Linked DNA regions of Zea mays: region 2 is linked to region 1. Evidence: chromatin contacts called from public Hi-C data. All regions are on one chromosome and are shown on one strand. The core of a region is the stretch at or near the end of the contact, and the rest is flanking DNA. Distances in the headings are between cores, read along the strand shown. Region 1 has its middle 28 kb from the start of LOC100274211. Region 2 holds the start of LOC100280710.

Evidence for each region. A called contact is a pair of places that touch in the nucleus more often than the background predicts.
Region 2: a contact with region 1 is called in a Hi-C map of ear, with 2.5 times the contacts expected there. The contact joins the promoter of LOC100280710 here to the enhancer-like site in region 1. A contact is called at or near these places in 3 of 25 Hi-C or Micro-C datasets (ear, leaf and tassel).

The regions. Positions count from the first base shown.
Region 1 is chr3:48,794,377-48,797,583 of Zm-B73-REFERENCE-NAM-5.0, reverse strand. No RefSeq gene overlaps it. Among protein-coding and RNA genes, the nearest start is that of LOC100274211, 28 kb to the right of the region's middle. Within about 2 kb of position 1,598, at least 17 of the 20 cell types and tissues checked have an H3K27ac peak or open chromatin away from gene starts, as enhancers often do. A contact at or near this core is called in ear, leaf and tassel, where this site is marked.
Region 2 is chr3:48,923,170-48,926,376 of Zm-B73-REFERENCE-NAM-5.0, reverse strand. LOC100280710 reads left to right here and starts at 1,671. Exons shown (of 3, transcript NM_001153629.2): 1 at 1,671-2,111; 2 at 2,276-2,405; 3 at 2,523-3,207. The coding sequence starts at 1,979.

The DNA of each region.
Region 1 (3,207 bases), core at 349-2,848:
TACTCTCGGTTGACGTGACAGTCTAGGACTCTAGGTGTGGTATTTGATAACCAAATAAACACAAGGAAAAAAATAAACTGCCATTTAGAACACGTCACGAGGTGATCGTGCAAGTCACAAGTCACCAAGTCACGTGATAAATAACGCGAAAAAACGTGAAACACGAGCGCGCGTGTGTGGCAGCCTCCATTGCCCTTTATTTGTCTCATGTGAAAGATTAGGGAACACTCCCATATATAAGTTAGTTCTCTCCTACCTAGATGAGCAATATGAGACTAAAGCCCCATATCATCTCTACACAGTACCTTAGTTTCCTTATTAAATTAGACCACTCACTAGTGGGCCTAATTCCAACACAACGTGGGAAGGGGCGCTGGCCGCCAGGGGCGAGACAGTGGGGCGGTGGGGACGTGCGGTGTGGCCTAACTCAACGCACCATGTATACGTCTCTCGTCAACGACCGGAGGTAGAAGAAGGGATGGAAGTGGCTTATAGGGCTGAGCATTCGGGTTTTTTTGAAACTTCGGTTCGGTTTTAAAAAACTTCGGTTTTCTAGACATTAGAAACCGATCGGTTTTCTTGAAAATGAAAAACCGAGAAGTTCGGTTTCGGTTTTTTAATTTGGTTTTTCAGTAAAAACCGAATACCAAACTTGTACTCACGACAACACATACAAAAAGTTTATATGATAGATTACACATAATTTAAAAAGTAAAAATTGTATAGGTACAAATATTTAGAGATTCATCATACATCACATATAAATAAGTGAATAACAATTTAATTGTTTCACACATTTAGTTCACATATATAATCGAATAGCCAAATTTTAGAATTGATAAAGTTAGGTAATTCGGTTTTTTTTGTATTTCGGTTTGGTATACGGTGAAAACCGATTACGATACCGAAAACCGAACTTTTGAGATACAAAAACCGAAACCGAACCGAACTACCGAAAAAACCAAAATTTTGGTTTGGTTCGGTTTTCGGTTTATGGTAAAAAAGTGCCCACCCCTAGTGGCTTATAGTTAGGTCCCACATACTTAGTAGCTAATGATGTTTAAGATGCAAATTTATGCTAAATAGAGATGGTAATAAATCACGATGCAAATATTTTTTTAATAATAAGTTAGTCATTAAATAATTTTAGTTCAAAAAATAAATAATACTAGAACCCGATTCTAATCAAAGAGCTCAGCGCTAGAACGGGTCGGTGGCTCCTTCGTTCCTCAGCAGCTTCGCTTGCTACAGGTGAAGCTCGTCACGTCACCGCCCCTCGAATTAACTCACATTAATAGCGAGAAGAGAGGCGTGGGGGACTAATCGCGCGCACGTGCCGAGCACAAAGTACTGCCAGCAATGCTAGGTTAGCAATGCTCCACATCGCAGGGAAAGGTAAGGGAACAACGTACTCCTTCCTGCTAGTAGTACGCTCCAGAGCACGCTCAGCAGTTGTCGTTGGAACACCAAGGCCGGTTTCGCGGAAAGGAAGAAGAAGACGCCAAGACCTGACTCCTCTGCATGGACTGGAGTATGTACCAGTCCTAGTAGTTAGTAAGTAGTAGTACTGACGATCTTCTCAGAGCCTAATTAATTCCAGGTGATCCACGTCCACGCGGCAGGCGCCGACCCTGCCCTGAACCCGGGGGCCTCGGCCACACAGATGCATTGACCTGGCCGATTCCTGGACGGCGCCACCTGTCTAGGCGGGGCCCTGCTGCCGGCCCCCGAAAGGGACCCTGTCCATTTGGCGTGCCCCTCGTCGGGCCACGTCGGCAGAGACAGCCGGGGCCGCTCTCAGCCAGCCACTCCAGCGTTCAGGACTACAGTCTACAGCGCTGCACGTACGGCCTCGGTTCCTTCTCCGCCAGTACTCTCTCTAATCTGGTTGATCCTGTGGATTTGTTTGAGTGTTTTCTGTTGACAAAATTTACCTAAAAAACAATCTCGAGCCGCGTGGGCTAAGACAGCGTCCAACACTGCGCTTGATATAAGGGACTTTCTCGCACGGATCGAAAAACCTCCAAATTCAGCTGGCTCATATATTGCATAACGGTATCGCAACCTATATACAAGAACGGGCGACCAGGGAAGCCGGAGGTCACCGATAAACATGTTTATCATATACATTTATCAGAAAATCTATTTATCGGTTTCTCTTTTTATTTTACATAAATATTTTTTTAAAACCCCTGCCCCTCAATTTGCATAGAAATAACACGTAATATCCAAATCATCTAACCTAAAAACTGGATATAGAGAAATGCAAGAATATCAGTTTCCACCCAACATGTTATATAGTCATCTCCACGCAATCACCTCCCCACCCAGCGAAACAACGTCTCCCCCCTCTAGAAATCCCCGTGCAAAAAGGTGTAATGCACCTATGTTCAGTTGTGTTATACAAATGATCGATATTATAAATATATATATTTACAAATAATTTCAAAATAAGAAATTTAATTGTGTCCGGCTGAGCCGCCACGCAGGCCAAGAAGACGGTCTAGGTGCTGTAACATGTTAAGATTCATGTGGAAACACAATTAAAAGTATTAGGCCTTCATCCTTCAAACATATTCCATGAGAGACAGACTGAAGGAAGAAGATCTTTACATTTAAAAAAAAGCAAGATAGATAAAGATACTCAAGACAATTTCTTATTGATACACTCTTTTTACTATCCCTTCCTGATTACAAATGATTACAATTATACCTTTAAAGAAGATTGTGACAACAATTCGAATGTGACAAGGCATCATATCTTTGGAGGTGGATCGATTTCGTTCTCCAGCAATGGAGTCGTGCATGGCATTGTGCCTCTATTTATAGTGACAGTTCGATGTACAATTTTGTATGAAATTACAACCATACCCTCAGTTCCTATACACAACCTACGAAACTCACTATGGGCACCACCGTATTTTTCCTTATAGTCATGTTGAGAAAGTATTCAGAGTTCCCCTTCATCTGATCAACCGAAAGCCTCCTCCATCCGATCGATCGAGAGTTTCATACCTGGACCATAGAACTGAAGCTTCTGAATCCATATTCATGTATGTTTCCAGGACGAAGGTGGTTCTATCATTTATTCGGAGCACCTGAAAAAAATTAGAGATGATTGATATCTTGGTGTTTCGAGGACCTTCGGTAAGAGTAGACTCCCAACACTAGGCATAACACGATTCTCGGGTTGGACCGCCATGAGCC
Region 2 (3,207 bases), core at 422-2,921, 130 kb before region 1:
TCATTGAAGGTACTCCTACATTAGGGACGAGGGATGGACCCCACAAAGATGCCCCCATTGTCAAACCAGCTGCTTTTCCCGTGACCACAGAGGCCTGCGGCAGATTGGCCTCCGTTCATTTCCTCACCACCGGGTCTTTTTTTTTTTTTTTTTTTGTCTAAGCGCGGCTCTAATAATTGCCGTCCCCTAAATAAACGGGATCCGAGACGCGGATAACGAACTCAACAAACGAGGGGGAAATAAATGGAAATAATGCACGTCCTCTCATCCGCCTAGATATTCCGCTGGTTCAAGCGAGACGAGGGACTGAGGCTCTTAGCAAAATCCATGAATGACCAAGCACCTAGAATTACGAGAAATCTTACGCAGACCAGTTCTAATCCCCGGTAACAAGCACGCGTCGCATTTCCTATTCGTTCGCCTCGCTTCCGGCAAAACCCGCAAGGCTACGAAACGAAACGAAACCCCCAGAAAAATCTTGACGAGACAAGAGAGAGAGAGAGAGAGAGAGAGAGAGAGAGAGAGAGAGCATAAGGAAGCTTCTGAGCATCAATGAAAAGCAGGAGCTGTACAGATCACCATATGATTATTATTATTATAAAAAAACGCTCAATCAACGATAATCGTGGTCCTGCCTTTTTTTCTAATCGGAACGGTATCCGCAGGCACATGGGGGCGCTATGAGGATGCCCGTTGCGTTGCATTGCATCTTCCAATCATCGCGTCATGAACCACACCAGGAGGACGCACGCCTCTTCCAGCAGACAGGCAGGCAGGGGAGGGAGGAATACAACAAACAAAACGCTAGCTAGGGTTAGCCGCGCGCACGGCGCACCTCATCCAGACTATTATACCCCTAGCTAGCTAGTGTGTCCTGTCTCCGAGGCACGGCATCGCGTGGAAGTTTTCGCGCCAGAACCATAAAAAAAAACAACCAACCAACATACCTCTAGCCACAGCCGATGCAATCATCTGTACAGATCGGAGGTCCGATTCTCTCGGCTGATTGCGAACGTCTTTGGGATTGGACAAGAGGTTTCTGATTGGAGACCCTCGGGGTCCTAAAGAAAAAAAAATTTGCTTCGCTGGCTGGATGGACGACACGACACAGAGGGAAAAGGAAGATGCTCCGTGTTCCTCTGCAACGCAAAATGCTTTTGATCCGGCATCCTAATTATTGGCTCCAGGTAACAAGTGACCCAGAGTTGTCTCTCTGCGACAACAGACGACGGTGCTAGAGACCCTAGCGTACATGTTTTGATGAGTGAGAAGTTTTCCCGGTTGTGTAGTTTCCCTGCTTCAGGTCACACTCATTCAGAGTACCAAAAAAAAAAAGACAAAAAAGAAAATTGAGCATCAATCCTTTTCCCAATCGTGTAATCTTTTTTACTTAGCTGGCTTGAGTACAAAGTAACAATATTTCTTGATATAGGAAGGACGAACTGTCGGGAGTTCCTTGTAGTAGTTTATGGTAGTGACGTTGCAGTAATAGCGTACCAGCAGGGGGGGCTCTGAAGCCCACCGACGGTTGATGAAGGGACACAAATTCTAGGGGAGGCGCTGATAAGACACAAGGACACACGTTTTCTACAGAGAAGCAAAGGGAAAGGCTAAGACGCTCCCACAGCCACGAGCTTTAAAAGAAGGAGAAGAGAGTGGCCCTTAACCCTACCGTTCTCTTCTCCCTAATCCTGGTAATCAGTAGTAGCCACTAGCGCTGCTGCCGTTCTCTTCCCCTACCCGACACAAGCTCCACCACCTCTATCTACCACACGCCACCACTGTAGGAGCTCCTCCACGATCATCCCGCCCTAGAGCCATAATAATTCGTTGAAGAGGAGGGGGTTCTTAGAACCAGAGGGCGGCTACCTGTGAAGGATACCCGTGCTGCTGGCTGCTGCTGCTGCTCCTCAAGCTAGAGCCGTGTGTGGGCTGTGCAGATTGCAGAGCGCAGCTTCCAGTCTCAGCATTGCTTTCAATGGGGAGGCACTCCTGCTGTTACAAGCAGAAGCTGAGGAAGGGGCTCTGGTCTCCTGAGGAAGATGAGAAGCTCATGAACCACATAACCAAGCACGGGCATGGCTGCTGGAGCACTGTCCCCAAGCTTGCAGGTACAACCATCAAAATCAAAATCAAATCCTGCACGCTTTGCTCTACCTTCTCAATTGTCCATCTCCACTGTTTCCTGCTCCTTCTCCAAGGCTACTTCTTTCTCCCAACTCCTCCTCTCGTACCTGCTCAATTGATTGATTAATTAATTAATTAATGGTGGCAGGGCTTCAGAGGTGTGGCAAGAGCTGCAGGCTGAGGTGGATAAATTACCTGAGGCCTGACCTTAAAAGAGGCGCATTCTCTGAGGAGGAGGAAGACCTCATCGTCGAACTTCATGCTGTACTGGGGAACAGGTAAAAAAGCTAAGCCCAAAATCATCACAGACACAGAATTTTGCACAGGCCGATTGCTTCCAAGCAAGCTTTCTTTTAACCAGGCCTTTTTCTTTTTTTTTCCACATCCATGGACAGGTGGTCTCAGATTGCAACAAGGTTGCCTGGAAGAACTGACAACGAGATTAAGAATCTCTGGAACTCGAGCATCAAGAAGAAGCTCCGGCAGAAAGGCATTGACCCCAACACCCACAAGCCGCTCCTTGTCGAGGTTGAACGCAGCAAAGCAGCTCCAACGACCAGTACCGAGAGGACCTCTGAGTCCAGTGATGTTGACCCTTCAAGTGGCGGCGCACTTGGCAACTCGAGCCATCTTCTTCTCAGCGAGACAGCACAATCACCACAGCTGCCAGCGCTCGGTAAGCATCGCAGAGAAACTACTAGCCTCGCACATCTAAGGGTGCCGCCCAAGGAGTTGTTCCTTGACCAGCTGGTTTCTGGTCATGAGAACCTCACTGGCTGCCGCACAGCAGGCCCAGTTCCAAATTTCCCTTTCCAACAGCTCATGTGCTACAGCAATGAATTTGGCAACAAGAATGGTGCTAGTAACAATTCACTCTGGTTTAACCACAATGAGACAAGTGGCAGCACCATTTCCACTGTGATGCCACCAGTTTCGCCATCAACTCTCTCAACATCAACAGGGCTCAATAGGTCACCAGACAACCCACACTCGGGAGGCACTGGTATTCAGAGCACCCAGTTCTACTGGGACACTGCTAATCCTAGCAGCTGCAGCAGTAGAGGAAGCAGCGGAAGCAAC